Regions from separate parts of the Mus musculus genome. Here all the other regions are linked to region 1. Evidence: chromatin contacts called from public HiChIP or PLAC-seq and promoter capture Hi-C data. All regions are on one chromosome and are shown on one strand. The core of a region is the stretch at or near the end of the contact, and the rest is flanking DNA. Distances in the headings are between cores, read along the strand shown.

The links. Promoter capture Hi-C pulls out the DNA fragments that hold promoters and counts their contacts. HiChIP or PLAC-seq counts read pairs in DNA pulled down with a chosen protein or histone mark. Capture Hi-C pulls out chosen DNA fragments and counts their contacts.
Region 2: a promoter capture Hi-C map of neural stem cells shows a contact between it and region 1. The contact joins the promoter of Plxna3 here to the promoter of Abcd1 in region 1. A contact is called at or near these places in 9 of 39 promoter capture datasets (the C10 cell line, cranial neural crest, hippocampal neurons and 5 more), 1 of 484 Hi-C or Micro-C datasets (B cells) and 1 of 115 datasets of contacts at active chromatin or transcription factors (memory CD8 T cells).
Region 3: an H3K27ac HiChIP or PLAC-seq map of double positive thymocytes shows a contact between it and region 1, with 12 times the contacts expected there. The contact joins the promoter of Fam3a here to the promoter of Abcd1 in region 1. A contact is called at or near these places in 8 of 39 promoter capture datasets (the C10 cell line, the HPC-7 cell line, hematopoietic stem and progenitor cells and 4 more), 2 of 484 Hi-C or Micro-C datasets (B cells and CD4 T cells), 3 of 115 datasets of contacts at active chromatin or transcription factors (cardiomyocytes, double positive thymocytes and large pre-B cells) and 2 of 9 other capture datasets (adipose tissue and liver).
Region 4: a promoter capture Hi-C map of erythroid cells shows a contact between it and region 1, with 43 times the contacts expected there. The contact joins the promoter of Flna here to the promoter of Abcd1 in region 1. A contact is called at or near these places in 10 of 39 promoter capture datasets (the C10 cell line, cranial neural crest, embryonic stem cells and 7 more), 6 of 484 Hi-C or Micro-C datasets (B cells, CD8 T cells, embryonic stem cells and 2 more), 3 of 115 datasets of contacts at active chromatin or transcription factors (effector CD8 T cells, embryonic forebrain and memory CD8 T cells) and 2 of 9 other capture datasets (adipose tissue and liver).
Region 5: a contact with region 1 is called in a promoter capture Hi-C map of liver. The contact joins the promoter of Gdi1 here to the promoter of Abcd1 in region 1. A contact is called at or near these places in 6 of 39 promoter capture datasets (cranial neural crest, hippocampal neurons, liver and 3 more), 1 of 484 Hi-C or Micro-C datasets (B cells), 3 of 115 datasets of contacts at active chromatin or transcription factors (DN3 thymocytes, memory CD8 T cells and pro-B cells) and 2 of 9 other capture datasets (adipose tissue and liver).
Region 6: a contact with region 1 is called in a promoter capture Hi-C map of erythroid cells, with 6 times the contacts expected there. The contact joins the promoter of Rpl10 here to the promoter of Abcd1 in region 1. A contact is called at or near these places in 8 of 39 promoter capture datasets (3T3-L1-derived adipocytes, the C10 cell line, the HPC-7 cell line and 4 more), 1 of 484 Hi-C or Micro-C datasets (B cells), 2 of 115 datasets of contacts at active chromatin or transcription factors (memory CD8 T cells and pro-B cells) and 2 of 9 other capture datasets (adipose tissue and liver).

What each region holds. Positions count from the first base shown.
Region 1 is chrX:73,714,374-73,718,741 of GRCm38.p6, reverse strand. Abcd1 (ATP-binding cassette, sub-family D (ALD), member 1) reads right to left here and starts at 2,145. Exons shown (of 10, transcript NM_007435.2): 1 at 812-2,145. The coding sequence starts at 1,711. Bcap31 (B cell receptor associated protein 31) reads left to right here and starts at 2,538. Exons shown (of 8, transcript NM_012060.5): 1 at 2,538-2,624; 2 at 3,814-3,949. The coding sequence starts at 3,858.
Region 2 is chrX:74,326,077-74,330,996 of GRCm38.p6, reverse strand. It overlaps Plxna3 (plexin A3), which reads right to left and starts at 1,931. Exons shown (of 33, transcript NM_008883.2): 1 at 1,782-1,931; 2 at 1-28. The coding sequence starts at 1. Gm39520 (a long non-coding RNA gene) reads left to right here and starts at 2,707. Exons shown (of 4, transcript XR_878127.3): 1 at 2,707-2,827; 2 at 3,202-3,267.
Region 3 is chrX:74,391,214-74,396,152 of GRCm38.p6, reverse strand. Fam3a (family with sequence similarity 3, member A) reads left to right here and starts at 2,879. Exons shown (of 9, transcript NM_025473.4): 1 at 2,879-3,478. The coding sequence starts at 3,466. It also overlaps a transcript of Ikbkg not described here.
Region 4 is chrX:74,243,344-74,248,423 of GRCm38.p6, reverse strand. It overlaps Flna (filamin, alpha), which reads left to right and starts at 1,890. Exons shown (of 46, transcript NM_010227.3): 1 at 1,890-2,360. The coding sequence starts at 1,988.
Region 5 is chrX:74,302,623-74,307,447 of GRCm38.p6, reverse strand. Gdi1 (guanosine diphosphate (GDP) dissociation inhibitor 1) reads right to left here and starts at 2,436. Exons shown (of 11, transcript NM_010273.4): 1 at 2,007-2,436; 2 at 762-869; 3 at 504-603; 4 at 211-345. The coding sequence starts at 2,051. Atp6ap1 (ATPase, H+ transporting, lysosomal accessory protein 1) reads right to left here. Exons shown (of 10, transcript NM_018794.4): 8 at 4,179-4,226; 9 at 3,862-4,090; 10 at 2,727-3,651. The coding sequence ends at 3,442.
Region 6 is chrX:74,268,958-74,273,373 of GRCm38.p6, reverse strand. It overlaps Rpl10 (ribosomal protein L10), which reads right to left and starts at 2,558. Exons shown (of 7, transcript NM_052835.3): 1 at 2,500-2,558; 2 at 2,350-2,395; 3 at 1,656-1,714; 4 at 1,467-1,574; 5 at 1,057-1,195; 6 at 540-702; 7 at 239-459. The coding sequence starts at 2,372. The coding sequence ends at 307. It overlaps Dnase1l1 (deoxyribonuclease 1-like 1), which reads left to right. Exons shown (of 8, transcript NM_027109.3): 8 at 1-157. Snora70 (small nucleolar RNA, H/ACA box 70) reads right to left here and starts at 882; the gene lies at 754-882.

The DNA of each region.
Region 1 (4,368 bases), core at 896-3,395:
TCTCAGTGTCTGCCAGGCATCCCTGGCCCTAGCCCACCTCATAAAGTAGCTGGGATCTGGGTGGAAGGGTGGCTACACTGGGGGTAGGACATCAGGGGTGGGGGTGAGAAAGGTTGTCAGGCTTCTATGGCAGAGGCCAGGTATCCCTATCCCTGGGAGGGAGGGAGGCAACTAGGCAGGTTGCTTGCCAAGCCTGTCAGTAACTAACCCGACGTGCCTGGGGTTCTGACAGCCTTGACCCTGAGCAGCAACACTACTGCTGTAGCCACTGTGCTGAGCTCTGCTTGTTAACCTCTGCTTGGGCTGAGTCATGCCCATAATACTGGACAGCCCAGCCAGCCAACTCTGCTGGACGCCAGCCTTCAAAGGGCTCAGAGAGGCAAGAGAGGTTAGGAAGCAGGCTCTGTCCTATGCTCCCAGAGATGGTAGGAGTCTAATTCCTCCCAGGTGGCTGCAGGAGTGGTTGACTGCAAGATTGGAGTAAGCTGGACCAGTAGCATCACAAATCACTAGAATCCAAAGCTAGAATCCAAAATGTCCAAGACAATTTTACCAAGGAAGCAGAAGTGGCTTGGAGGTTGCAGGCAGCCAGCACAGGGAAGTTCCCACCCAATGGTGCCATTTCTCCATTTCTGCATCTTAAGGTTATAGCCATCCAAAGCCTACCCCCAAGCTTGTCCCAGTGTCTATCTACAACTTTAACATCAGCCTGAGAAGGCCTTGTTGGGCTTCCCTTACTGCTTATAGCTGACTGCAATAGGTCTCCCAGCCACCTCCTCTGCTATTTAAGCAGCATCTCAACCTGCCCCACCTCATGGCCCCCGTAGAAGGCAATTTCCTCTGAGTTGGCCACCACTCGAGAGTGCATGTAGCGCAGTTCCCCCTTTCGCCGTGCCTCCTCTGCCACTAGCTCCCCAAACTTGGGAGAGAAGGCTCGAAGCACGTTGGCTGTGAGGAACACCACCAGGCCAGCGATGGCTGAGGGCCAGGCTGTGCCAGCTCCTCGGGATCGGGCAGCTCGAAGGAGAGTGTAGGAGGTCACAGCCACATCCAGGAGTGGCTTGGTCAGGTTGGAATAAAGGTGGGCTACAGAGGCAGCAAAGGCTACCACATCCTCTGTCAGAGACTGATCAGGGTTTCGAAGTCGTCCATCCATGTTGCTTACTCGGTAGTAAGTCTGTTGGGAGAAGTAGAGTCCATAGGCATGAGCTACTAGACGGCTTCGGAAAGAAAGAGCCAGCTGGCCCTCTAGGTAGCGGATGGCACTGTTGATGAAAGTGGCAGGAAGGGCGATGAGGAGCCACTGCAGCAGTTGCCAGCTAAAGGCCCGCGGGTCCTTACGTACAATGCAGCGGGCCAGTCTGCCGTCCAGGCGGGCAACATACACAGACAGGAAAGTTCGGCTTACCAGGGCAGCAGAATGCAGGGCCAGCAGCCCTGTTTCCCGGCACAAGACTCGGGGGAACAGCAGCCTCAGGAGCGCCAAGAGCCGCTGCAGGAATACCCGGTTCATGCCAGCCTTGGTTGCGGTGGCTCCAGAGGCCTCTTGAGTGGGCTCCCCAGCTGGCACCTGAGGACCTCTGGCAGGAGTCAGACACTGCCGTACTAGAGGGTAGATTTTGTGGACTCCATAGGCTGTGAGGGCCAGGACCACAGCTGTGCGCTTCAGCGTGGTCACCCGTGAGGGCCGGGGAGTGGAGAGCACCGGCATGTCACCTGGACTGGTGAGCAGGCTGAGGGCTGGAACTGCTGCCTGAGGCTACAGTTGCAGACAGATCCTGGAAGGGTTGTTGCTCTGACCCAGGGCTCGTTGTCTAGGCAACTGGAAACCTTGAAGTGATCCCTGAGACTGTTGCTTTAGGCCCTCGCGGTGGTGCTGGGGCCCCTGGATCGGTTGGGTTAGAATCCTCCAGGGTCGTGGCCTCTTCAGGCAGCCCGGGTGGAGGAACTGGCTTCCCTCTACAGACTGTCCCCTTAGCCCCTGAGGTCAGAGCCTCGAGAGGTCTTAAGGAGAGAGGCTGTGTCTTTCCTTCCACCTCCCTCCTCTTACTGCTCCTCCCCCCCCACCCCCCGTGACGCCCCTCCCCGGGGCACCAGGCGTGTTTGTCCGCTGAGCAGCCCGGCAGTAACGACAGCGTCTACGCCAAGGCCCAGAATCCCCACCCACCTACCCCTCCCCAGGGGTGGTGATGGGGAAGAGGAGGCGGAGTTGAGGCAAGAGGCGGAGTCCGAGTTAGGGGTGCCCCACCCCGTTCTCGCCCTACCGTTGGACCCCTCCCCCTCTCCGACAACAGAAACGAAGCAAGTCCGCGTACACTACAGAAGCGGCCCCAGCCCTCCCGCCAAGGCGCCTCCAAGCTCCACCCCTGCGTGTCCGAAGTGTCAGAGGCGCGGCAGGGGGCCTTCAACCGTCAGCCTCTACTTCCTTTCTAGACCTTGGCAACAGGCCGCGCCTAAGGGCGGGGCGGGAAACGACAATGGGCGGAGCCGTTAGGGGCCTCTAGAGGACTTGTAGGCGGGGCCTGACGCGCGTTTCCGGTTTCCGCCCGCGGGCTAGGGGGCGGGCCTGAGCATTGGTGAGAGTTTGGTAGTTGCGGTGGGGCGTGCGAGTAGGCTGAAGCTCGGTAAGCTGGGTCCGCATGCATGGCTGACTTTCGGACCAACGAGGTTCCCCCCCAGTCCCTTCATGAGGGAGGAAGGCGAGCATCCCAGAAATACTGTGGGTTCTGGGAAGTGTAGGGATCCGGGCCGACTTCGGAGTTTAGGGCAGGATCAGGCATAGGGATGTTGTGGAGGTAGGTGGAGCGGGACTCTAGGGGACGCGAGGACAGGGGCCAGTCCTCCCCACCCCCCCCCAGAAGAGCTGCCCAGGTAGGCCCAGCTCCTCGAAAGCCACCTGGCGCTGTGGACTTGGGCGTTGTGGCTTGCTAGGGATGCAGGGAGGTCCCTTTTTTGGCTTCGGGAGAGACTTTCTGGTTCTGGAACTTTCTCTGGGTAAGGCCTGGACGTGCTCTGTGGAGACCTGTATTTGCTTTTGGCCTGGATTCCCGCCCTCTAGGAGTCGCTCTTGTGGGCCTTTTGAGAGTAAATGGAGGCCTACACCCTGTGCATTCGTGCGAGCATTCGGAAGGCCTATCTAGTTTTCAAAAGCAGCTTTAGAAGGAGGCTGGAGGCTACTAGGGTTATCAGCCCCTCATAAGCTCTGGAGGAAATGGGCCTGCTTTCTTGTGCAGAGGCTTAGGTGGTGGCGTTTGCAGAAAATACATGTATGAACACTGCAGTCCCAGTCCCACTGTAGAAGCGACTGGAAGACATGTATAGCTCCTGGCAGCAGAGGCTTCTACTCTTGGAAGGAAGCCTAATGGGTGCTGAGGTCCTTCTGTTTACGTACTGTTCTTTTGAGAAACATTTTCTTAAACAGGTCTAGCCTTACAAGGGAGCCTGATGGGTGCTGAGAAGGTTCTCCTATTCTTATGAGAAACATTTTCTTAGTTAAACAGGCTTAAGAGTCTCTTGGACGGCCCCGGGGAAAGGAATCATGAACAAAAGTACCTAGTCATAGTAACATACTTGCTGGAGGGGCACAAGTAACTGTCCCAGGCAAGGGAAGTTTGTTGGCTGGCTAGAATCATTGGTCAAGTGTCTGCTGTTGGGTTAAACCCTGTTTCAACCAGGGTTTCAAAAGCTCTGAAGCAGAATCCTGTGGTCTGTTGTGAAGAATAGCAGCCCCAGCCTCTCCAGGGTCCCTGAGCAGTCCCTGTCAGTGACTTTCCAGCTCTCATGGTTCCTCCTGTTTCTTCTGTATCCTGCCAGGAAACAAGCTCCCATCCCTCTGTTGGAACCCTTTAAGTCACAGGATGAGTTTGCAGTGGACTACAGTTGCCACCTTCCTCTACGCAGAGGTCTTTGCTGTGTTGCTTCTCTGCATTCCCTTCATTTCTCCAAAAAGGTATGGCTAGTGGAACAACAAAGCAAGCATATGATGAGGGTGCTATCAAACCCTGAACCTTGTAGTTTCTGTGTGCAAAATTGGTGGACCCTGAAATTGAGGCTATATGGAAACAAGTAAAACCTGTCTTGAGTAAGGGTGTCAGGAGTATGATTTTTTTTTTCTTATCACCAATCTTGAACATTGTCTGGCTTTGTCACCTCGTCATTTGCTTTCCTGTGCACACTGTCTTCTGGTTTTTGCAAAAGAAGATTTGACTTCAACTTTTTTGAGTAATATTCTCTTGCCAACCCTTGGGCCTCAGGGCTGTAGGGGATAATTGTGTGGAAACTTGAATACTTGCACCATTGGCTTACATTGTTGCCGATTTGCTGACTTTTGACCTCCTAGCTAACTCCTACTGGCATTGCTTAGTAGGC
Region 2 (4,920 bases), core at 682-3,181, 610 kb before region 1:
TGACCAGCAGCTGTAACGAGGGACAGGCCTGAGGAGAGACAGCAAGTGCAAATCAGCCCCAGGCCCAAGCTACTCTCCCTCCTTCTGCCCTGTCTGACCCAGTGAACCTGGCAGGCCAGGTTCAGTGCTATCGAGGGGCAGGCAACTCATCCAACATGATAAAGCCCCAGATGGTGACTGAGGCTGAAAGAGGGGAGGGGCCTCTAATAGGGCAAATGAATGAGTGACAAGCACAGGCAAGCTTGCAGGCCATCAATCATCTCCCACTCCTGTACTGGAAAGAAGCCAAGAGGCCTTGTCTCAACTGGGCCACACCCAAGGGGGCATCAGAGTCAGCTGCTAGAAAAGATGGAATGGAAGGTTCTCCCAGAACTGGGACCCTAACATTACACACTAGGAAATGCAGGGAGAGAACAAACACAAGTTGGGGTCAGGGGTGCTTCTCTGTTAGTGGCACTGCTAGCAGGAGTCCTAGAGCAAAGCTCTGGAGAATTAAGGCCTGAGACTGGTTTCAGTGCCACTACATCTCCAACTCATGGCCTCAGGTGCTTTCTCCCTTTGAGGGCCTTGGCTGCTTATCCAGGAGTCTGCTGTCTGGCCTTTCCACTGCAACACAAAGCCAAGACTCTCGCTGAGACAGACATCAGTCAAGCTTTGCTCAGACACAGGCAGACAAATGCTCTGCCAGGCCTGTGTGGCTCTCCCTGAAGAGCCAAAGGTTAGTCAGAGAGGGATATTGGCAGAAGGGTATAACCCACTTTTGAGAGTCCCAGAAGTATTATATGTAGAAACCAGCATCCTCAAATACAGTTGAAGCCTTAAGGCTATGGAGTACTACCCCTTCCCCTAAACAAATAGGGCCAATGCTGGCATTCACCCCCCGGGCCACACCCAGCCAGCCCCAGGCTGCAAAGACAGCAGAGCAGTGTCTCTGTAACTAATGGGGCAGAGCTCAGTGCTACCCTCTCAGTGCCCAATTCCCAAGAGACACAGGAGGGACTCAGAATGGGGTGGGGGGTGGGGGCCACAGCAAAGAGAAAGAAAAGCCAGCATTTGCTAGAACATGGAGCAATTCCAGCTTGAAAGTGCCAAGTTTCAGCTCAGAGTGATCAGCGCTCTGGGGCTCTTTTGTCGGGTCTGCATCCCAGACCCCTCATGCAACAACCAGAGAAGAAAGGAAAGCAAAAGAGAAAAGCGACTGCACCCTACCTTCACCTCTTCTACACTCTACAGAAAAGCCAAATTTTAGGAACTGGCCGGGACAGGTTGGAAAGGAGACCTGGAAAGTGGTAATTGGCAGCCCAAGACCCCACCCCAGCCCCCACCTCTAAGTGGCAACCTCAAGCATCACAGTCGCACCCAGCCCCTCTGCTACAGTCCTGCCAGCAAAGAGCGCGATGATGAGGAAAGCTCCATATAAATATGCAGGTCCACAGCCCGCTCTTCCACAATGCTCCCCTCTATGCCATGAACCCAACCAGTCCTGCCCCCAATGGGGGCACCCTGAGCAGACCCGCAGATACCTTAGTCAATACAGAGGCTACAGCAATGCTCAGAGATGCTGCTCCTCCTCTACAAAAGGGTTCTATCAACCAATAGGACTATGATCGAGTTGGCTGTCTCTTCCCGCTCAGGGTACGGAGTGCTTGGCAAGCCTGGTCTGGAGAGGTAGGGAGGGACAGGGCCTGACCCCAGAAACCATCTGGACCCCCAGGCTGTCTGAAACCTCTGCCATCCAGCAGACTATTGGCGCACAGGCTTTAAGGATGGCGACCACCTACCTGTCCCTCCACCGCGACTGACTCGGGGTGGCCACCCGTGGCCACGTGGACGTGCCCCCCCGCCCCGTGCCCAACAGCCGCCCCCCTCGCTTGGCCCCGCAGCCTCGCCTCGCACGCTGCAAAATCTGCAACCGCCGCCGCCCACACACTGGGCTGGCCTGCGGCCGCCTGGGCCTTTTAAACCCGGACCGTACCACCACACCGGGAGGGGGCTCCCAGAGAGGGCGGGCCGGGGCCCTAAGAAGCAGAGCGCATGGCGGTTGGGGGAGGCCGCTAGGCCCTGGGGCCCAGGACTCTAGTGCAAGAAGCAAGCCTCTCATGGGTCTCTGGGGATCCCTTCCTGAGAACAGCCCCCTTTGCTCAATGGCTGAGTCCTAGGCGCGGGCCTCTCCACACCCCCAGCTCCCCGCCTGCTGCCTTCAGCAACCCTGGAATCTGTGCGCGGCCGCGCCACACCCCCTTGGGCCTGGAGTGCGCGCCTCCAGGAGCCCGTGGCCACCTGCTACTGTTGCAAGATATTGCTTTGGCCGGTCCAACAAAACCGCACAAACAAAGATTGCCCCCTAACTCAGGGCTCTTTCTCCAATGATCCATAAACTGGTGGGCTAATACCCGCCACGAAGCTTGGAGTACTGCAACTTATAGCCATTTTCACCTAGTTCTTTCCTCAGCAAGTCACCATGACTCTGAATCTGCTGAATCTGGGATTTAATTCCATTGCTTTCTCTTTTTTTTCTTGAATTTATTTTCCCTTTAGTACAGAGTGGTCTCGAACTGACTACCCTTCTGCTTCATCCTCCCAATACTGGGATCATTATGGGTCTATGCCATCACAGCTGCATTTTTTCCATGTTGTGTTGAGATAGTGCCTCCTACTGTACCCCAGGCTGGCCTTGAACTTACAGTGATCCTCCAGCTTCACCTTCCCATGTTCTGGAATACAAGTATTTTCCACTGCTACAGTTATTCTTTGTGTGTGCATGCGCACGCACCCAAGAAGACCATCTGAGAGCATTAGACACCATAGAGCTGCAGTACAGTAGCAGGTGCTCTTAACCATTGAGCCATCTTTCTAGCCTCTTTTTTTTTCCGTTGTAAACCGCTTTATTGAGATATAATTCAGTTTTCATATAAGTCCTGTATTTAATGTATACAGACAATTCAGTGGCGTTTTAATATAATCCTAAAGATGTGCAACCATTTCTGCCATCTAATTCTTGAACATTTTCATCACTTCTAAAAGAAACTCTGTAGGAGTTAGCTATCAGTCTCAATTCCCCTCATATATATATATACCCAAGCTCTGGGAAACGCTCTGTCCTTACTGACTGTGGGGTTGCCTCTTAAGGATATCTCAAATAAATGGAACTATACAATATAAATATATTTTTATGTCGACTCATTCTTTTAATATTTTCAGGTTTTGTCAGAGTTGTACCATGGATCAAGACTTCCTTTTGGGGCCAAATAATATCCTGTTGCATGGGTAAGCCACATTTTATTTATTCTTTCATCAACTGACACATTTTTTTGTTTTCCTCTTTGGGCTGTTTGCTTACTTCTTTGTATGTGCTTGGGCCAGGGAGTGGCACTATTAGGAGGTGTAGCCTGGTTGGAATAGGTGTGTCACTGTGGGTGTGGGCTTTAATACCTAGCTGCCTGGAAGTCAGTTTCTGCTAGCTGCCTTTGGAACCAGATGTGGAACTCTCAGCTCCTTCAGCCCCATGCCTGCCTGAATGCTGCTGTGCTTCCTGTCTGGATGACAATAGACTAAACCTCTGAACCTGTGAGCCAACCCCAATTAAATGTTGTCCTTATAAGAGTAGCCTTGATCATGGTGTCTGTTCATAGCAGTAAAACCCTAAGACATTACTAGAAACACTTCTATGTATTGTTTGTTTAGAAATGATCATATAACTTTTTCTACCTTTACCACCATTCCAAAAATTGGGATTGCACTTCTTTTGTATTCATATGTGTCAGTACATGAGTGTGGAAAGCATCTGTACTTTGCACATGTATGGAGGCCAGAGCAGAACATTTGTTGTCTTCTTCTTTCCCTCTGTGACTTATTGTCACTTGTTGCTGCTCCCCCAAAGTTGTGTTTGTGGATGCATGTATACCTATGCTTGACTTTCTACATGTGTGCTGAGAATTCAAACTCATTTTCACATGCTTACAGAGCAAAGGTTCTTACCTGCTAAACCATCTCCCCAAACCCTCTTTTAGGATTTTTGAGACACTTTCTGTGTAGCTCTGTAACTCACTGAAATGTAGACCAATATTCTTCTAGGTTGTCTTTAAACTCGCAGTAATCTCCCTGCCCCTGCCTTCCAAGTTCTGGGATTGGCTAGAGTATTGAGTTCAATTGCTGACACTGTTTTCAATGAATAAGGTGAAGAACAGCATCCTAAAATACATGAAAGACCAGGAAAATGTTTATATGCTTATATTAGACGGTATATAAGTGCTTATATTAGATGGTATATAAGTGTTTATATGCTTATATTAGATGGTATAAAGACTATTCTTCCCCATATATGGAAGGTACCTAGATTCTGGATTTTTTTTTTTAAGATGGAAGGCTAAAGAAATGACTCATTGGTTTAGAACACTTATTGCTATTGCAGAGAACCTGGAATTGGTTCTGAGTACCTGAATGGTAACTCAAAATCATTTGTAACTCCAGTTAACACCCTATTCTAACCTCCATGAATACCTACCTACACGCAAACAAAACTCTCATACATAGAAAACAAATAAATCTAAAATTTTTTTAGAGAGGCTGACAAGATAATTCACTTGCTGCCAAATTTGAAGACCTGAGTTTGATTCTTACAACCCCCATATAGAAAGAAAGAACTGAGTCCTGAAAGTTGTCCTCTGACCTACATAAACACTATGACAATATTCACAAACACACACACACATACACACACACACACACACACACACTCAAACACAGATGTATAAACATAACAAACAAAAGATCACCAAAACTTGGCATGGTTGTGCATGTCTATAGCCCCCACACTAGGAAGGTAGAGGCAAATACACATGTAGGCAAAACACCCATACACATAAAATAAAAATAAATAAATTTTCTCTGGGAGGTAGTAGCATACACCTTTAATCCAAG
Region 3 (4,939 bases), core at 1,630-4,129, 680 kb before region 1:
CAGGCTCAGTTCCCAGCACCCACATAACAGCTCAGAAACATCTGTAACTCCAGCTCGAGGGAATGCAACACCTTCTTCTGGCCTCCAAAAGCACCAAGTATAGACGTGGTGCACAGACATACACGCAGGCAAAACAGCCATGCACATAAAATAAAACAAATAAAATAAATTTAAAATTTAAAAATTAATAAAATTTATCTGTCAAATGTTGAAAATGTGGACTAGAGCCAGATATGCTGTCATATCCTATAATCCCAGCATTTAAGAAACAGAGACAGGGGGGCTGGAGAGATGGCTCAGCGGTTAAGAGCGCCGACTGCTCTTCCAAAGGTTCTGAGTTCAAATCCCAGCAACCACATGGTGGCTCACAACCATCCGTAATGAGATCTGGTGCCCTGTTCTGGAGTGTCTGAAGACAGCTACAGTGTATACAATAAATAAATAAATAAATAAATAAATAAATAAAAAGAAACAGAGACAGGAGAACATGGAGTTCAAGGTTATCTTTGCATGCACAGTAAGTGTGAGCCTTTTTGTGTTCACTTCACTCTGATTTCATTACATGTATTTAAAGTTAGTGTGCATGTGTGCAGATACAGGTGTCATAGTGAAGAGACACAAGGTAACCCACCCTTGTCTCTGTGCGCTGAGTCTCTCACTCCCTAGTCCCCATGCCAAGTTAAACAGCCAGCACTCCCACCTTGGTGCAGATGTCCCCTACCTTTGAAGGAGGCAGAAAATTAATGCCCTTGAAGTGATAAGGCTCCCATTCTTGAGCTATCAGAAAGAGGCAACCGAGTGTTCCCAGACAGCTATGGCCAGCTTGTAAAAATACACTAGCCTCTGATTACAGAATGAGTTATTTCTCCCCAGGTCAAAAAGATCCTTTTCCAGATGTATCAAACAAACATCAGTTTTGAAGGATAGCATTCCTTTACTGCCTATCATGTAATGCCAAGACTTGAATGCCCCAGCTTATGCATCTCATTCATATATATATATGTGAATATAATTTAACCATTTAATTGTATTTTTTCCAAGACAGGGTTTTTCTATGTAGCCCTGGTTGTCCTAGAACTCACTCTGTAGACCAGGCTAGCCTCAAACTCACAGAGATTCACCTGCCCCTGTCTCCAGAATACTGGGATTAAAGGCATGTGCCACCATCCCTAGCTTTAATTGTCCATTTTAAATGATAAAGGGCTGAGGTTTTGTGTCAGCCATAAGGCATATGTATGTCAAAAGCCATAAATTTAATTTTCAGAACACACACACACAAAGTCCTGGAGAAAATAGACTGAAAGTTTGTCCCATGAGTCATAAAAGACCTGGATCTCCACCTATAATCCCAGAACTAAGTAGGTATAAGCAAGAGGTCCAAGGACATCCTTGGAAACATAGTGAGTTAAAGAATATACGAAATTCCCATCTCAAAAAATATGTAGCAGGACTGGGTGTGTTAGCATACGCCTTTAATTCCATCATTCAGAAGGCATTTAATTCCATCATTCTGTACATTTGAGGCCAGCCTGGTCTACAGATGCCCTTGACCACAAGCATTGGAGAGTGCCTATGAGGAAGTACTCAGTCAATATGGAAACTACTGTATTCTTTTTTTTTTAATATTCATTTTGTTGTTGTTGCTGTTACTATTTTATCTTTACTTAATGTTTTATTTTAAAAATTAATTATTATTTGTGTGTGTGTGTGGAGGAGGAGGAGGAGGAAGAGGAGGAAGAGATCAGAGAGGTGCCAGATCCCCTGAAGCGGTTGTGAGCTGCCTTATGTGAGTGTAAGGAATCCAGCCCGGGTATCCTGCAAGAACAGTATGTGCCCTTAACCACTGAGTCATCTCTCCAGCTTCCTACAATTTTTGAAATTTTATTTTTTTTATATAAGTGGTTTCCCTACATGTACCACATGTGGTACGTGTACCACATGCATGCCTGGCGCCTGAGATGGTCAGAATAAGACATCAGATTCCCTGAGACAGGTTTCATGCAGCTAAGGCTGACCTCAAAGTTGCTAAGTGGCCGAGGATGCTTTAAACCCTTTATCCTCCTCTCCCGTCTCCACTTTCCAAGTGCTGAGATTACAAGTGTAACCAAATTGAAAACGCTATCATCTAACCAAAACAGTGCTTCTGTAAACTTTTCTGTATTTTGGAGCATTATGGAAGTGGGGTGGAGTTCCTGTAAGTAAGACCATTGGGTCAAAGGACAGGAATGCAGCTGCCTGAGACACAGATAGATCCAGCTTAAAAGGACTGGCCCAGCTGCCCTGGCACTGTAGGCGGTCAGGGGAAAAGGCTCAAACATGAGGGTCAGGAGCAATGTTCCAAACATCCCTTCACTGATTGATACATAAAACAGAACGCTCTCACGAAAGAACACTAAGCAGAAAGAAAGCAACCAAAGGCTCAGGTTTACCTCCGCATGTGCTTCTGAACCGTCCATGCTCTTAAAGAACACATATCAACCTTAAGTCATTATCTGTGTCCCCGCATCCATCCTCTTATGAGCCATGAAAGCTCTGATATCAAGTCACAATCGGAGCTTCAGCTCATCAAATATAGAAATAGATCGCTCACCTAAGAGGACGTGTGGAGGAAGTGGGAATGGGGGCTCTGGTGTTTTATGCCCGTAATTCCAACATTTGAGAGCCTGAAGCAGGTGAATCGCTCCAAGTTTGAGAACAGCCTGGGTTACATAGAGTTAAGCAAACATGAACTGTAAAGTGTATAGTACCTCAAAGTCTAGAAGGAGATTTCATCTTGAAGCAGTGACACTGTAGGAAGCTAGGCGGCTCAGCTTTAGCACAAGAGGAGTGCACAGCCACACTCGGCACCTCCCACCCAGCCTCTGGAGGAGAGGGAGGAGGCCGGTCTGGAGGTGGAGCCTCCGTGAGGACCTGCGGACCTACAGCACAGCCTATGGGCCTATGGCGGAGCGACGCCTGTGGGCTGTGGCCTTCTGCGGGCGGCCATTGTCGTGCCTGATAAGCTTTTCTACGTGACTCACTTGCTTCACCTAGCCGGCAGAGCGAGACAACTGGGTAACTCCCTGATCCGGTCTGCTTCTCCCTACACCCAGACAACATCCTTGGCCCGCCCAATCTCTGCCACCAGCCTCGAGCGGATCGACCTGAGCCCCGGGCCTAGCACCGGAGGGATCCGGGTGGAGAAGAATCATTGCTACGCTCCAGTCCTGGAGTCTGTTAGCCAGACTGTGAGGCGCAACGGATTCCTAAGGCTCTCCTGGCCAGGCAGGACTTCTCCCAGCACTCACGAGGAACTGAGCCTGGACTGGTGTTTGGAGGAACAAGTCATAACACCGATCGCTCCCAGCACAGACTTGCCACTGCCCCCACCCCCAAACCTACTCTCTCCTGTTTCATTCCCCCCAGAACCCACAGTTCCCAAACAGTGCACCTGCGGGAGATCTCAACCCAGCTGGAGAAGTGGACATGAGGTTGGCAGGTGGGTGGCTTCCACAGCGAACTGAAGAGAGGCCAGGTGTCCTAGTGCCTGTGTTAGGAGAGGCCTGGGTGGTCACTGGTTTGTTTATTTATTAATGGATGACTGTGCACAAGCACTCATTTTATGAGCAAATTCACCTCTGAGGACTTCAGCTTCCCAAACTATAAGGATTGATTTTATATAGAGAGATAGATATAGATAGATGTTGATAATATATATAATCAATATATATAAGTTAAGGATATATATATATATATATATATATAAAATCTCCAGAGATTGAATGGATGGAGAGGAGTGGATAGTAGAGATAGAGAGATGTAGCCAGAAGAGAACTGACTTAGGTGCCTTTGAGGTTGGGTATGATCTAAGTGGTAGCTCTGCTGTCAGCTGGACTACAAACATGAATGTGCCTTGGAGGGACTGTTTGGGGTGAGAGTAGAATTTGAAAACTGGTAAAGTAGCAGCTTTGTGGATAAGTCCAAATTGGACATTAAGGAACTGGCTGGGAGGATATGAGTTCAAGACAGATCTGGGCTGGAGGTGTAAGGTGTCATTGCTGCATGGTGAAATCTCCCATACAGTATGAAGATGGGAGAAGGCAGCCTGGAAAAGAACACCTTTTGAGGAGAGAGTAATGGAACACAATCTAACCAACAAAGGGAGTCCCAGAGAATGGGGTCAGGAGACAGTACTGTCCTGGAATCTAGTAGTGAAGTGTCAAGAAAGAGCAGTCAGACAATCAGAAATGTGACATCATAAAAGTCATAGGTGGTCTTGTTTGGAAGGTTATTTAGTTGGTGTTATGGGAGCACGACTAGATTGGAAGAATTTTGGGAGAGAGTTGGGGAGTGAGGTAATAGAAATCACAATGTAGATGACTTTTATGTGTATGCTGGGGGATGGAAACCAGGGTCTTATGCATGCTGAGCAAATGCTCTACCACAGAGCTATATCCCAAGCCAGAATATAAATTTTTAAAGAGTTTGGTGGAGAAGAGGAAGATGAAGAATCAAAGAATGAGATTTTTCTTTCAGGAGCTCTGTTTCATCTTTATCTTACTAAGTTAGGACCTGTTGATAATATGAGAGAAAGTGAGATAGAAAGAAGTCTTAGCACAATGTATCTGAGACAGGAGATATCTTGATGGATCCTGAAGCAGGTAGAAGGACTGGTCTTTACAAGGAGTATAGAGCTTCCAACAGAACAAGAGGAAAGGCAAAGCAGATGGGTGAACTGTAAATATTCTGATAATTTCAGAGGCAAGATGCTGAGGTTGGTGCTATGAAACCTTCCCAGAGCATGAGTTCTAAAAGGCACCTCCAAACCTGCTGGGGAGACCCAAACAGAGCAGCCTCAAGGTTTGAACTCACGTTCTTCCGTCTACTAGGAGGAAGTTCAAGCCTCTCTTTTGGGTCTGGTAGATATCGATTGGTCCCCCACCTCCCAATCGTACCATCA
Region 4 (5,080 bases), core at 641-3,140, 530 kb before region 1:
GGTTATCCCTGCACAGTTCTGCCATCATGTCCCCCAACTCAACCTTTGGCTCACTTGGTGCAGATATTTATGCAGGTGACTGGAGGTAGAATGGGGGGGAGGGATTCTGTACTGAAAATGTTATTTGACTGGCGATATCATAGACAATCTCAAGATGACTATGCTGAAAGGTTCTGCCCATTGTGATCAAAGCCCTATCATAGCCCTACCACAGGCAATGAAGACACTCCAGGCTGTGGGAGAGTCAACCATATTTGGGCATGACATGTTGGTCAACCCAAGGCCTCTTTCAGCCACTGGTCTTTATCTATCTATCTATCTATCTATCTATCTATCTATCTAATTAATTTTATGTGCATAATTTTGCCTGCATTCATGTCTGTGTGAAGGTGTCATATTCCCTGGAGCTAGAGTTACAGACAGTTGTAAGCTTTCATATGGGTGCTGGGAATTGAATCTGGGTCCTCTGAAAGAGCAGCCACTGCTCTTAACCACAGAGCCATCTCTCCAGCCCCGGCGGCCACTGGTCTTAGAATTGAGAAGTAGGGACAGAAGCCTGTCTTTCTGGAAAAACAATTTAACATTCTGGAGAGGCTTGAAGTACAGAGTAAGTAGATGGAAAAGTCTACCACGGGAAAGACATAGGTAAGATGAATCCCCTTAACTAAAGAGGATGGTTGGGAGTATCCCCTACAGTTTTCTTTTTCTGTATCTTCGCTCCTTTCTGTCCCAGCACAGCATCCTCATCACTATCTCCAGAGAATATCTATCATTAAATTAACTTTTAGTGAGTAGCTTCACACTACTTAGGGAACACACTCAGGCTCCTTAGCAAGCCTTGATGTCTGGTGACTCTCCTTTCTTCAGTAATCTGGGACCCTCTCCCTGAGCCCCTCCACATCTCTAGGGTCACAGCAAGGCTTGGGACTGTTCAGCCAGAGAAGACCTCTCCCCCCAGAATTCCTCAGGGCCCAAGGTAGAACAGTGAGTATGGCAGGTACAAGGTGTACAGATCTACATGCATCACAGGGCAGGCAGGCAGGCAGGCAGGCAGGCGCCCTCTGATTGTGTGCATTGGCATACCCTGGACCTTTGGAAAGCTGCTTGATCCTGTAGTGCTGGTGGCCACTTGGCCCAGTGCTGGCCCCATTTCCTCGCGGATGGAACTAGGCAGTAGAGAAGACGACGGTGGGAATGGGCCTGTGCAGGTGTGCAGGCCAGGGTCATGGAGACTGGGAAGACCAAAGGAGATGGGTAGGGAGTGCCAGGGCTCTGTGGGTGTCTATGTTAGGTGATGAGAGCCCTGTCTGACAGCATACAAAGAGCTCTCAGCAGCGTTAGGCGCTCTGGAAGGGTTCGCTCACAGGATTGCTTTACTCTGCTGTGGATCACACTGTGGCTGAGAACCCTAAGCTCGGGAAGAATAGAGAATGTAGAAGAGGGTACAGGGTCAGGGCGGAGCCCAAGTGATACCGGGACATTATTCGCTCCGCCTTCTGCAGGGACCTTGGGGAAAGAAAGTCCCTTGTAAGGGTGTGCCTGCTGGAGCTGAGCAATTCTGTGACAGAATTGCTCAAGCGTTCCTAGATCTGGGGTCCGTTTCCTGTAGTACTGTAGCGGATGTTGCCAGACCTTTTTGTGCTCTTTGGGGCTCAAAGACCCTTTCTGAAGCAGCGGGGCTGAGTTGCTTTTGGCGGAGTGCAGAGGCAGCTTCGGGGGATGGGGGCGGGGGGCGTTGTGGGGCATTCCAACGGGAGGGGCGAGGTGGGGCGGGCGCGGCCCAGAAGCCCCACCCAGAGGCTCCGCCCCCAAGGAAACTTTGCCTCTGGCTCCGCCTTTCGCATACATTTAAAGGGCTCGCTCTTTCCGCAGTGCAACCTCTGTTCTGTGCCTCGTCGTTCATGCTCGGAGGTGCCTACTGCTTTAATTAAAGGGCCGTCCCATCGGCGAAGCTGCAGCACCGCCCCTCCGTTCCTCGCGCCTCAAAATGAGTAGCTCTCACTCCCGCTGTGGCCAGAGTGCGGCGGTTGCGTCTCCGGGAGGCAGTATCGATTCACGGGACGCGGAGATGCCGGCTACCGAAAAAGACCTAGCAGAAGATGCACCGTGGAAGAAAATTCAGCAGAACACATTCACCCGCTGGTGCAATGAGCACCTTAAGTGCGTAAGCAAGCGCATCGCCAATCTGCAGACGGACCTGAGCGATGGGTTGCGGCTCATCGCGCTGCTCGAGGTACTCAGCCAGAAGAAAATGCACCGCAAGCACAACCAAAGACCCACTTTCCGCCAGATGCAGCTCGAAAATGTGTCGGTGGCGCTTGAATTCCTGGACCGTGAGAGCATCAAGCTCGTGTCCATAGGTGAGGGCACGGGCTACACTGGGGCGCTGAGTGGGTGCGGGCGTGGTCGCAACAAATTCTTCCTTTCTTCTCCTCTAGAGTCTCTCCTAGTTGTCTTCCCTAGCTGCTGCACACAACCAAGGCTACCACTAGGCCCCTTAGCCGCCTTGTTCTTTGAGGTCCTCGAGAACAAAAGGCTGGCCTGGCGAGCATGCGAACCGCTACGCGCCCCCGCCCGCAGCGCCTTGCTGGCCTGCTCCCAGGCTGAGCTCACATCCTCTGTAGGCCGCGCCCCCAACGCTGCACCCGAGGTGGGACAGGCACAGACTAGGCTTCTGCCTCTGAGAGCCGCACCCCATCCCTGGGATACCCATGCTTTCCACCTACAACAATTTTAAAAGTACCCTTCTAGCATTTGGCTGCCTCTGCAGTTCTAAAGTGAAGGTTGTAGCTTGTTCTCCTATTTATGTAGGACTCCCTCAACTTCTTGCCCTGGAACATGCTTCCCCATTGGAGATAGTTCAAATCCCCAGTTTCTTTCTTTCTTTCTTTCTTTTTTTGCTGAACTTGGAGGGGGGCAAAGAGATATACTGCTGGCAAAACTGTACTCCAGGTGTAATGAGTGTGGTTGACTAAAGGCACGAGCACTTGGTTGTTAGCTTTGCTGTCTATCATGGATCAAATTCTTGTTTCATTGTAAACCTTGGTTTTGTACATCTAGAATGCAGAGATTGGTTGAAAGGTGCTCCAATGTGCACAGGGTTTACTGCTAGTCCAGTTCCCAAGTCTTTGAACTGGAGAGGTTGGCATTGGTATTGTCTCTTGCAGGATCCCATGCTTTTCTCAAAGTAGGGGCTGCTCATGGACAGGCACCAGAATTGTTATCTTGGGAATGTGGAACAGGGAGAGTAGAAGAGTGGACCTTTACTCCATAATACAAAGGGTTTTCTATTATCCTTACAACTTTGGAATGGTACATGCTAGTTAAAACAGCGAGGGACCAAGGCCCTTCAGAGAGCAGATTTTAAGTGCTGAGTTTTTTTTTTTTTTTAAATGCTCATAGAGGTGTGCCAGTGGATGTATGAAAACTCACCCCTAGTCCCAGCCTCAGTCTAGCCAGCTGAGTCATTTCTAAGTCTTGGAAGGGGGCAACCGGATGTGGGGAGGCAGGCCACACCCCAGCTCTTTAGGGGGGGTCTCCTCCCTCCTTCTTTCTCCCCTCCTTCTTGTGAGCTGGCTGGAGCAGGCCTAGTTCCCAGAGCTTTGCCATATAAGGCAAAAAAATGTTGGAAAGCAGCAGTGATTAGGGGAGGGAGGGGGCCGGCTGGCCCAGGGGCTGGGGATAAGGGGTGGGATGGGGCGGGGCCATCTTACCAAGCTGCTTCCCAACACTGGGCCCTGATCCTCTCCTCTTGGGAGGGATATGAAGCTGGCATAGCTCACCTAATCAGACCAGGGGAGGGACCAGATGTACCTTACTGGGATGATGGGTCTGTCTTTGTTCTTCCCCTTGGAGACTACTAAGGACCTATGATCTCCTTGGGGGTTTTTGTGATGGGCCTGTGGCTTTGTTTGGTAGGGTAGGATCTTTGTGTCCTTGACTTTTTTTCAACTTCCTTTCCCATCCTCTCTGTATTTTGGAACAATGAAAAACATTCTCGAAGGGCCAGGACCAGTTTGTGAATGGGAAAGATCACTCTGTTTGAGAGGCTCAGATAGCAGTTCTCCAGGTGCTTTCCCACTGCACTGGAATGTTACCTGCTCTCTCAGTGATATCCTAGTTTTCATGACCATTCTCCATTGACTCACTAGATAAACATTCTCTGATTACAGGGAAGTCCTGTAGGGTTTCCAAAGATGAGCCTTAGAAAATGCTACTCACCATAAGCCATCCACCCTTGAGGAGGTTAAAGAGGTGGCTTTGGGTGGGGCTCAGGGGAGTTGCCATAGTGATGGGTGTTTAGGGTGCCCGCCCTAACCACTTCCTTTGTGGTAAGCCTGGTGGCTGCCTGAGACCTAGCCCGTTAGGTGGCAAGTAGGCTGGGTGGTGAGTAGCATCTAAGCAGGTTATGCTGAAACAGCAGGACTTAAGAACACCACCCAAGGCCTCTGCAACAGGGGTTCCCAAGTGCTCTTTGGCACCAAAGGCAGGCTAACCCAGCCTACTAAGGACCTATGGTTTCCTTGGCGGTTCTACTCTTCCTCTTTCAGCTGGGCAATGGGGGCTGTCACCCCAGAAGTTCCCTATAAGCCTCAATGAGTCAGAACTAAACATAGTTCCTTTGACTTGTGGCCCCCTTCCCCAAGCTAGCCCTCTTTTGTTCCACCTCCTATTTACTAGTTTGGGGGTAGAGAGACAAGGAAGTAGCAAAGGGTGGAGCTCGCACCCTTTTACACAAGGATCCTTGCCAACACTTCCTCTGTCTTTTCCCCCACTCTGGAGCAGCAGTTGTATTTCCTAACTACTCTTTGCCAACTTAGCCTTCCTCTTCTTTGGTTCCAACCCAGCTTGAGGTCAGGGGCCCTGTTTCTTGGCCAGTTAGGGCTGAGCCACTTCTCCCAATTCCCATAGATCTCAAGATATTAGGGCAGGTCTTGATCTCAGCAGCTGTACAGCATCCATCTCACTTGCTCTTCCACCCTCCTTCTGGGCTTTGCGGTTTTTGGCAGGGTCCCTTTTATTGGATTGTATTATGTGTCTATGGGAGTCTTTCCCCCCCAAACTCTCCTTTATCACAAAA
Region 5 (4,825 bases), core at 1,187-3,686, 590 kb before region 1:
GACAAAAAGGAATCCTGTTCTGTGAACTTTCTGGCAACTTGCCAGGATGGGTAGCACTGTCCAATCAATACACTATAAAGTAAGGGTCCTCTAGGACTACACAGAGCTAAGATTAGTTTCAGGCAAAGATGAGCCTTTTGCCTAACTGTCCTGAAAATAGTCTGTCTCATCCAGCCCCATTATTCTCTGGTTAAGGAGACTCATACTCACTAGAAGCCAAGGCCTCAGTCTCGGTGGATGGCACTTTGTAGATCTTGCCCCCCTTATATACAAAGCTGCCCTCTACCACCTTGAAGTCCAGATATCGAGTCACTTCTGTATATAGTAGCATCTTTACCAGCTGACCTGTGTCCAGAGGAAATAAGGGACATTGTTGTGTTTTCCTTCAAAAACTCTCAGTAGTCTGACTGACCATATTCTTGAGATTGACCAATCTCTCCCCACTCCGTCTTCCCACTCACCACCCCCAAAACCATATACAGCATCTTTTTAATCTCTCTCACCATTGGCCATGAGGAATTTGGGGATCAAGTCAACATTCCAGTCTCGGCCCCGGCCCATTGATTCAGGGGGCCCTTCCAGTATCTGAAAGCGCTTATATAGCTGTAAGCAGGACAGGAAAGAAAGAAAAATGTCAAGGACCTGTCGCCCTTTCCCACTCTCCTGCCCAGTACCTGAGAATTACTTCGCCCCCTTATACCTATGTGGAAGACTAACAAGGATCTGGGTCTAAGCCCAGGTCTAAGAATAAGAAATCTTACCTCCTCCAGGGGTGTGATGGAAGAGCTCTCACCCCCATAGTAGGGGTTTCGGTCCATGTGCAGCACCTTCTTTCCATTCACAGACATGATGCCAGACAGGATGCATTCCTGGGGAAGGAGTGACATTTGCAGCTATACCCCATAACCCTCCAACTTGCTTCATGCCCACCACCAATTTTATAATGCAGCTCTTTTCAGTGCCTAAAACTGGGGAGGAGAAGATGGCTTCATATGATGTTTCCTTTACAACCCTGCTGAGTAAACTACTGGAGCATTAAAGGAGGTTTGGGGGGCAGAGCTTTCAGCTTCCAAGTCTTCCAGCATCAACAAGCCAAGAGAAGTATCTACTTCTCTGAGCCCACAAAAAGACAATGAGTCTACAAGAAGAACCAATTCAAAGGACCTTTGAAAGAGAAGGCCAAGTCCTTGAAATCCCAGGCCCCACCCTGCTCCTCCTTCAAAGGGCAGGAGCCCCTGACTCTCTTCTGGCCCTATCCACTGGTCTAGACTCAGGGTTCAAACTAAAAAGATTTAGGCCGGGGGTGGGGGTTGGGGGGGGCGGGGGCAGGGAAGAGACAAACACCCTCACCAGTCAGTCACTAACCCAAGGACAAAGGCTGAGGATATATATTCAGTCTGAGATCTCCATGGGAAACCAAGTTGGGGCAGAGGTAAAGTGGTCACTACCCCCCCCCCACACCCCCCACACACACACTCCTGCTGTCTCTGGAACATTCCATGGGTTTCCTATCCCATCCCAAAAAGCAGAAAAGCATGATGAGGGCCCACCCTTGTAATGTCCCCATACCCATCTTCATATTCCATCCCCTAGTTTGATCACAAGATGGTAAGGGATGCTAATCAAGGCCTTGGAGCAGGTGATGAGTTCAGGCAAAGGGTGGGGGCTGGGTGCAATGGTTCCACTGTGTGTGTGGGGGGGTGAGTTTTCCACCTCGGTGATAGAGATAGGGAAGAATAGGGGTCTGAGGTTAAGTACTAGAGTGCAGGAACACAGGACAAAGTGGGGCCCTCTACAGAGAATTGGGAACTGGAATCGACATCCTAGGGTGAGGTAGTGGGTTGGGCATGGGGTTGGTTTTCCCAGGGCTGGAGCTAGGATGATGGGAGGATGGATCGGATACCGGACTCTGCATCAATGCGGGATGGAGTGGGGTGGGGAGGGATGGCGTGGGGTGGGGAGGGATGGCATGATGCAGGGCTATGAGAGCCTGAAGTGGCACTTACGGTAAGACCTGTCCCCAGCACAATCACATCGTATTCCTCATCCATGATCAGGCCTTGGTACCAGCGTCCGCTCTGCTCCTCCTCCTTCACCACAGCAGCCGCTACCACTACCTCTACTATTGCTACTGCTGCTACTGCCGCTGCTGCTGCTGCCCCTGCCGCTGCTTCTGTCACTGCCGCCGCACTGAACCAAAGATGGCGTCTGTCGGTTGTCTCCTGATCCCTACGCAGCGTTAATGAGTCCCTCTCTCTCTCCGCTGGCCCCGCCCCGCCCAACCAGTCATCATTTCCTTGCTTGTTTTCTGGGAGGGCTTCTGTCACCTGGGTCCCAGCACCAGAATGACTGCAGGGGTTATCGGGGCTCTTCGTGAGCCCAGAAAAATACGGGGCGGGGCAGGCCGGCAGCAGGTGCTGAGTCCTCCGAAAGATCCTTGCGCGGGAGCCGCGCGCGCCCCGCCCCGCCCCGCGCGCTCCCGTACCGCCCCCTGGGAGAAACACAAGGTATGGAAGCCCTGCTGTGTGTTGTTGCACAGTAGCGGAGCTACCATTGTCAGGATTCCTCCCAAGGCCAGGAAAAGTAACAAGCCTCTACTCTAAGTAGGTTTGTTAAGAGTATCAGCTTACTGAAGACCCTCCCACCCTTCCTCTCTCACCTCTTGCATGACTGGACTACATCTGAGCACTTCTTCCCTTCAGTCAAGAAAAAAAAATCTACTGTTCAGTGCAGAAATGAGTGACACGAAGCCCAACACAAGGCAACACGTCTTTATTTTATTAGGAAGGAAACAACAGAGCAACCCCCCACACACACCTCCGGCCTCTTGACAGGCAGTCTTTATGGGAATAATCCAGAAACCCAGTGAGCACACTTTGTTCACCAATCCTCGTGATGGTTTCTTCCTTCCCAGGCCACAGAAATAAACCCCAGTGTACCACTCACTCTTAACACATCACCCCTCCCCCCCAAAAAACATAACAGCTAAGCTGGACAGACAGTCAAGTAGTCTTTCCACACCTCGCAAATTCAAGGAACCTCAAGTTCATGGCTGTTGCTGGAAGCTCCATAAAGCTTGGGGAGTGAGCATTTACTACACAAAAGCACTATAAACAGCAAGGAATAATAGCAGAGGGGCAAGAATAAATAAGGAGAGAGGGTAAAGGGGAGACCCTAGAATTAAGGTCCCTTCCCCTCTTGATGATGAAGCCTGGAAGATTTATCTAATATCTATGAAGAATACACTTTGTTGGTAGAGATGGGGGATAGCCACAGGGGAGTCCCTCTCCGGGTTAAAGAGGAAGCAAGAGAGACTGAGGGTGGCGTATGTAGGGTTCATGCTATAGTAGGAAGAGGACAAACCTTTCCATCCACTGTGTCACAAAACAGAAACATGACAACCTAGACACCAATACTCCCTCAATTCCTCTCAGGTGTATGTCACACAATCTGGGTCAAAGTGATGGTGGGGCCCTTGTGGTCATCAAAGCGATCCATGGTCTTTAGGCTGAGTATCATGTGCAGACCATAGGTGAATATGAAAAGCATGAAGAGGGTGGTGAGCAGACCCATCCAGATGCCCGGAGAGAAGAAACCAGCACAGTCGCTAGCATAGGAGAACTGTTCACCAGTCACATTGAAGGCCTGGATCTAGGAGACACATTGACATGGATCAGATGGTTCCACAAGGTTCCACACACAGTAAGAGCTGGGATTCTGGAATCAATGAATAATCTATACCTTCAGAGACTGCACAAGGCTGGAACTCTCAGCTACATGCTCAAACCATACTGAGATTCTCTGGGCCCTTCTTCCCTCCCCTTACTGCCACCAGCTTGGGGCCCATCACCCTTTCAATACCTGGAAGTTATGAAGAGTCATCTGCCAGACTGAGGGCACGTTGGTCACAAGGAGATTGCCTTTCTTGCTCACACTGCTGACGTACTCACAGTGGAAAGAATAGATGCTAGGTCCTGTGACTTGGGAAACATTGAAATGGGCAACAGAGCCATTGCTGTGGATTTCAAGTCGTTCCATGGCAAACCAATATCGGGCAGACACTGGATAGAAGCGACTAGCCAGAATGAACCTGGGAGGCAGGGGATGCAGAGATGTCAGATGAACAGAACAGAGTGAAGACACGCCAGCCCTGACAAACTTCAGCCAACAGAACTTACTTGAATGTCACTGTTGCACCAAAGAGTGGCTCATAGGTCAGTGAAAGCCTATGGAACAAGGCAGAGGAGTACTGTCAGGCTCTAGAAGGATCTTAAGAAGGTCCTCATCAGGTTGGCTCCAACCTAAGCTGCCCTAGATCCATCCTTATAGTCACCTGCCAATACAGTGTCCCCATTTACCATATGGGAAAAGTAAAGTTCCAGTCATAAGCAAATCAGGAGCAGTTGTGAAACAATTAGGTTTCACATCTCCAACTTAGGATTCCTTCCTCTGGTTCCTAGGCCTCCTTCTTGGGGTTATTCAGCTGCCTGCTGAGGTTTCAAGGGTAGGAAACCTAGGACTGGTTTTAACAGTTGGTTTGATATTTGCCTACATGCAGTCCCAGGGGTTGGGTTCAAAAACGGTCCAGGATCCCAAGGGACTATGTGGTAATAAAAGCTCAGGACCCAACAACCAATACCTAAAAAAACATGAGAAGGCCAAACTCTTAAGAGGCTCCCTCACCAGTAACCTCCCAGCAATATCACCCTGCGATACTGTGACATCTATGTCCTTGGTGAACATACCACACAAACATAATCCCACATCCTTGTCCTGTACTGAGCTCACAGTGACAGGAAGACCATGTGTGATAGGATAGCCCTTC
Region 6 (4,416 bases), core at 1,309-3,808, 550 kb before region 1:
GGCTCAGATCATACCTAAGATTTCTGCAACTGATACAAATGAGCTCATACTGGAAAAACCTTAGGTCTAAGTAATCTTGCTTCTCCATGCACTATACTACATGGCTCTGCCAGTGTTGTCAGGTTTAAAATATTCAATAAAATCATTTTAACCTTTTGCATGTATGCTTAATTCAATAAGCTGTCCCAATTGACCAAATTTAAAACCTCATGGTATTTAAGAATCAGAAACAAAAACATAAGCGAACTTGATGCGAGATTTTATTATTGAACGATTTGGTAGGGTATAGGAGAACTATTGAAGCCTTCAGGAATGCAGGGCTCTCCACTTGTCCAGAGGACCACGATTGGGGATATATTTGACACCACAGCCATCAGGAATGAGCCGCTTCTCAGCAACCATGTCTTCAAATTCATCTGCATTAAACTTGGTGAAGCCCCACTTCTTTGAGATGTGGATCTAGAAGGAAATAGAAAATAACAAACTCAGCAAGGAGGACCAGAGCAAGAAAACAGAAGAACTTAAATACCACTACCTACCTTCTGGCGGCCAGGGAACTTGAACTTGGCTCTTCGCAGAGCCTCAATCACATGTTCCTTGTTCTGCAACTTGGTTCGGATGGACATGATGACCTGGCCAATGTGAACCCTGGCCACTGTGCCCTGGGGCTTCCCAAAGGCACCACGCATCCCTGTCTGGAGCCTAGATCAGGGACAACATTGTGATCAGAGGCCTGATTACCAACTGCCAGAAAATTGTCTCCAAGGTCCCTTGAGGCAGCCCATATAGATAATAGGCTACATACACTACCAAGGAGGCTGCTGTTTGCAACCATTGCACACCAAAGTCCCCATGGGAAAAGGGGACTTGGTCGGCTTAATTAGCTGCACAAAAAATCAAAGAAATCCCTAAAAATACTGCTGGACAGTGGTGGTTTTTAATCACTTGGGAGGCAGAGGCAGGCAGATCTCAGATATGCCTGGTGTACATTAAGTTCCCGGACAGCCAGGGATACAGAGAAACCCTGTCTCAAAACCAAATAAAACACCAGCTTACCTGTCAGCCCCAGCACAGGACAACATCTTGTTGATACGGATGACATGGAAAGGGTGGAGCCTCACTCGGATATGAAAGCCATCCTTGCCACAACTCTTTACCATGTATTTGTTGGCACAAATACGGGCAGCCTCCAGTGCTGAATGGGGAAATAACAGCAGTGAAACAGGGTGTCAGGACATTGAATAAATTATAATATATAATCCACAAGTACACAAGAAATGCCAATTAACACACCGGGCATGGTGGTCCATGCCTTTAATCCCAGCACTTGGGAGGTGGATTTCTGAGTTTGAGGCCAGCCTGGTCTACAAAGTGAGTTCCAGGACAGCCAAGGCTACAGAGAAACCGTCTCGAAAAACCAAAAAAAAAAAAAAAAAGAGCCAATTAACAAATGGGAGCTGTCTCACCTTCAGAAGAGAGTTGCTCATATTCATCTGACACCATATGGCCACAAAGTGGGAATTCATCAACTTTTGCTTTCTTCCGTCCCAAATCAAAGATTCGGATCTTAGCATCTGAAAAACACGTGGTTTAAAGTTCTCGAGAAGTGGGGAATAGACAAACACCGATCCAGTTCGAAGTTTGTCACTACTTACCAGGGACACCACGGCAGAAACGAGACTTTGGGTATGGCTTGTTCTTACAATACCGGTAACTATAGAAGGAAGGAAACTCAGGTGTGATTAATGGTGACAACAGGACTAAACCAGCTCTGAATCCAGTTTCCATTCAGGGTAACTGATTCTAAGGCAACTTGTTGTTAAACAATTACACAAATTATAAAACAGAAAAAGAATCATGCACTAGCATCACCCTCTAACCAGAGTTGGGTGAGATATCACAATTTTCCTAGCATGTGACAGAAGACCCGCCTTAGCCACGTTAAGAGAATATGGCGTCCTCTTCAGGACACGCGTTTAGGCGGCGCCTACGGACTGGTCAGCCCTTGGTGTCCTGTTAAAAACCACAAAGCTCAAGGCCGGAAATAAAAGACGGACGCAAAAGTGACCAAGAAGGCCTGGTAGGCGTTGTAAAAAGGCTCATTTGCGACGCAGAGGATTGGATGCACACGGACATGCTAGTTCTACCCAAGCGCTTTAGTATTGGGTAACGCCACCCACAGCCTCAAAATAAAGGTCCCAGTAAAGTATTAAAGAAAACCCGAAGTCAGTCTTTACTTCAGGGTCTCTAAGTGGCAGAGAGTCCACCCATAAAAAAAAAGTCTTTCGAAAGAAATGCATTTTTCCCTCAGTTTTCACAGTAGGAAGATTGCATGGGTTCAGCACTCACCACCGGGCGGGGCGGCGGCCCATGATGACAATAGGATCGTCGGTGGCTGTAATGAAACAGTCAAAGAATACAGACACAGAATAAGTGTAAAAAAAATCCCAAAGAAAAATTACGAGACCATCGTAAAAAACCGTGACCGAACTCACTCACCGCGCCAGAGGAAAAGAGACGCTCCCACGCCTGCTCACGCCTTATATAGGCGGCCTATCTTCCACTGTAACAACCATAGAGTTACAGCCAGGGGGTGGTGTCGACGCTCTATCAGACGCTAAGATCATAGATGCAGCGCTGCTCTGCGCATGTGTACCAGGCGGGACCGAACGAAGCACAGAGCTTATTGGTGACTGGATACCGGAATAGGGAACTGCATGCTGGCGAATGGGATTTCGACACATAGGCAAGAGAAACCAGCTTCCGCCTGGCCATATTGGGCGGAGAGCCATTGACAGGTTTTGCTATTACGTATGATTGCCAATATTCTAAGACTTGAAAAGGGGAGTCTTTCTCAGTGGAACTGGACCGTCACGGAGGTGTTCCTTTGCTTACAGGGCTCTAGAGTGCTGGTTCAGGCCTTCCTCAAGGCTACAGGAAATGGCGCGAACGTTCCATGGTAGGGACTCCGAAGTTCCTTTGTCACCCGGGAGGTTGGAGACCCACCCACAAAGCTGACGTCTAAGAGCCAACAAAGAGCACCATGATAGGTGCTTGATTGCTTTCAGGAGACCAATTAAAATCTCCCTTAGAGGAAAAAAATCTCCGTTAGGCGCTCACTGTCCTCCTCGCTAGTTGGGCCCGCCCCACTCTAATTCTCAGGAAAAGACGTGTTCTTAGGGAGACTGGAGACTGGGCAAAGACGATGGCGATATCATTACTTCCTACTAGCCCCAGGAGGGTCGCGGTGCTGTGGGCCACGCCCTAGTAGGAGAGTCGGAGTTCCTTTGCCCCAGATTCCGAGAGAAAAACTAGGTGTAGCACACCTCTTCTTTTCACTATGAAGAATTCAAAATGTACATCTGGGTGTGTCTAGAAGGATTGGCAGCTAACCACTAACTACTCTCCCATATAAGGTTACAATCTAGGGAGGCACCAGAACGGGAACACTGTTCTGATCTAGGAGCACGTGTCTGAGCATCATCAGTCACTCAGACTCTATGAATTTGTGCCTCTTGTGTCACTTAGGGAGACATGATAGGAACAAAAGTATAGGGACCAAGGGCCTTCCCTCCCAACATCCCATGGTGCCGCTCCCTGGTTACATGTGCCCAGCTTGTTCCAGCACATTTAAGATTCCCAGCCACAAACCAGAGCTACTAGATTGCTTCTGCCAAATAGCTTCCCTGTGACACTTATCCAGTTCCTGGAGGCTTCACAAATTGATATCTATCCTCTGAAAACAGTTCTGTCCTGCCAGTCCTCTCCACCTGATTGGTATTTGTGCAGTTGTGGAGGTGGCTGTTTCTTTAGCTGGAGAGAGATAAATGAGAATAGTCTATATATTTTGACCACCTTTTCTTATCTTTCTTTTTGGTTTTTCAAGACAGGGTTTCTCCATTTTGCAAATGTACCACATTTTTCTTCATTTTGTTTGTTTGTTTGTTGAGAAAGGGTTTCTCTGTGTAGTCTTGACTGTCCTGGAACTCTGTAGACCAGGCTGGCCTGGAACTCAGAAATCCGACTGCCTCTGCCTCCCAAGTGCTGGGATTAAAGGTGTGTGCCACCACGCCCGGCTTTGACCACCTTTTCAATTAAACATTTATTTCTTCAGACAGGATCTGAGTGTGTCAGCCCCGGTGACCTGAAACTCACTTATGTAGATCAGGATGGCCTTCAGCAAACAGAGATCCACATACCTATGTGTGCAGATCTAAGACCTGTGCCACCACAGCCAGCCATGCATTTATATTCGTATGAGTGTTTTGCATGCAAGCATGCAAGTGTACAGCATACATTTCTGAAGCTGGCAGAAGCCAGAAGAGGGTGTCAGATCCCCTAGAACCGGAGTTACTGACAGTTGTGAGCCTCCCTGTGGGTACTAGGAATCAATCTCAGATCCTCTGCAAGAACTAG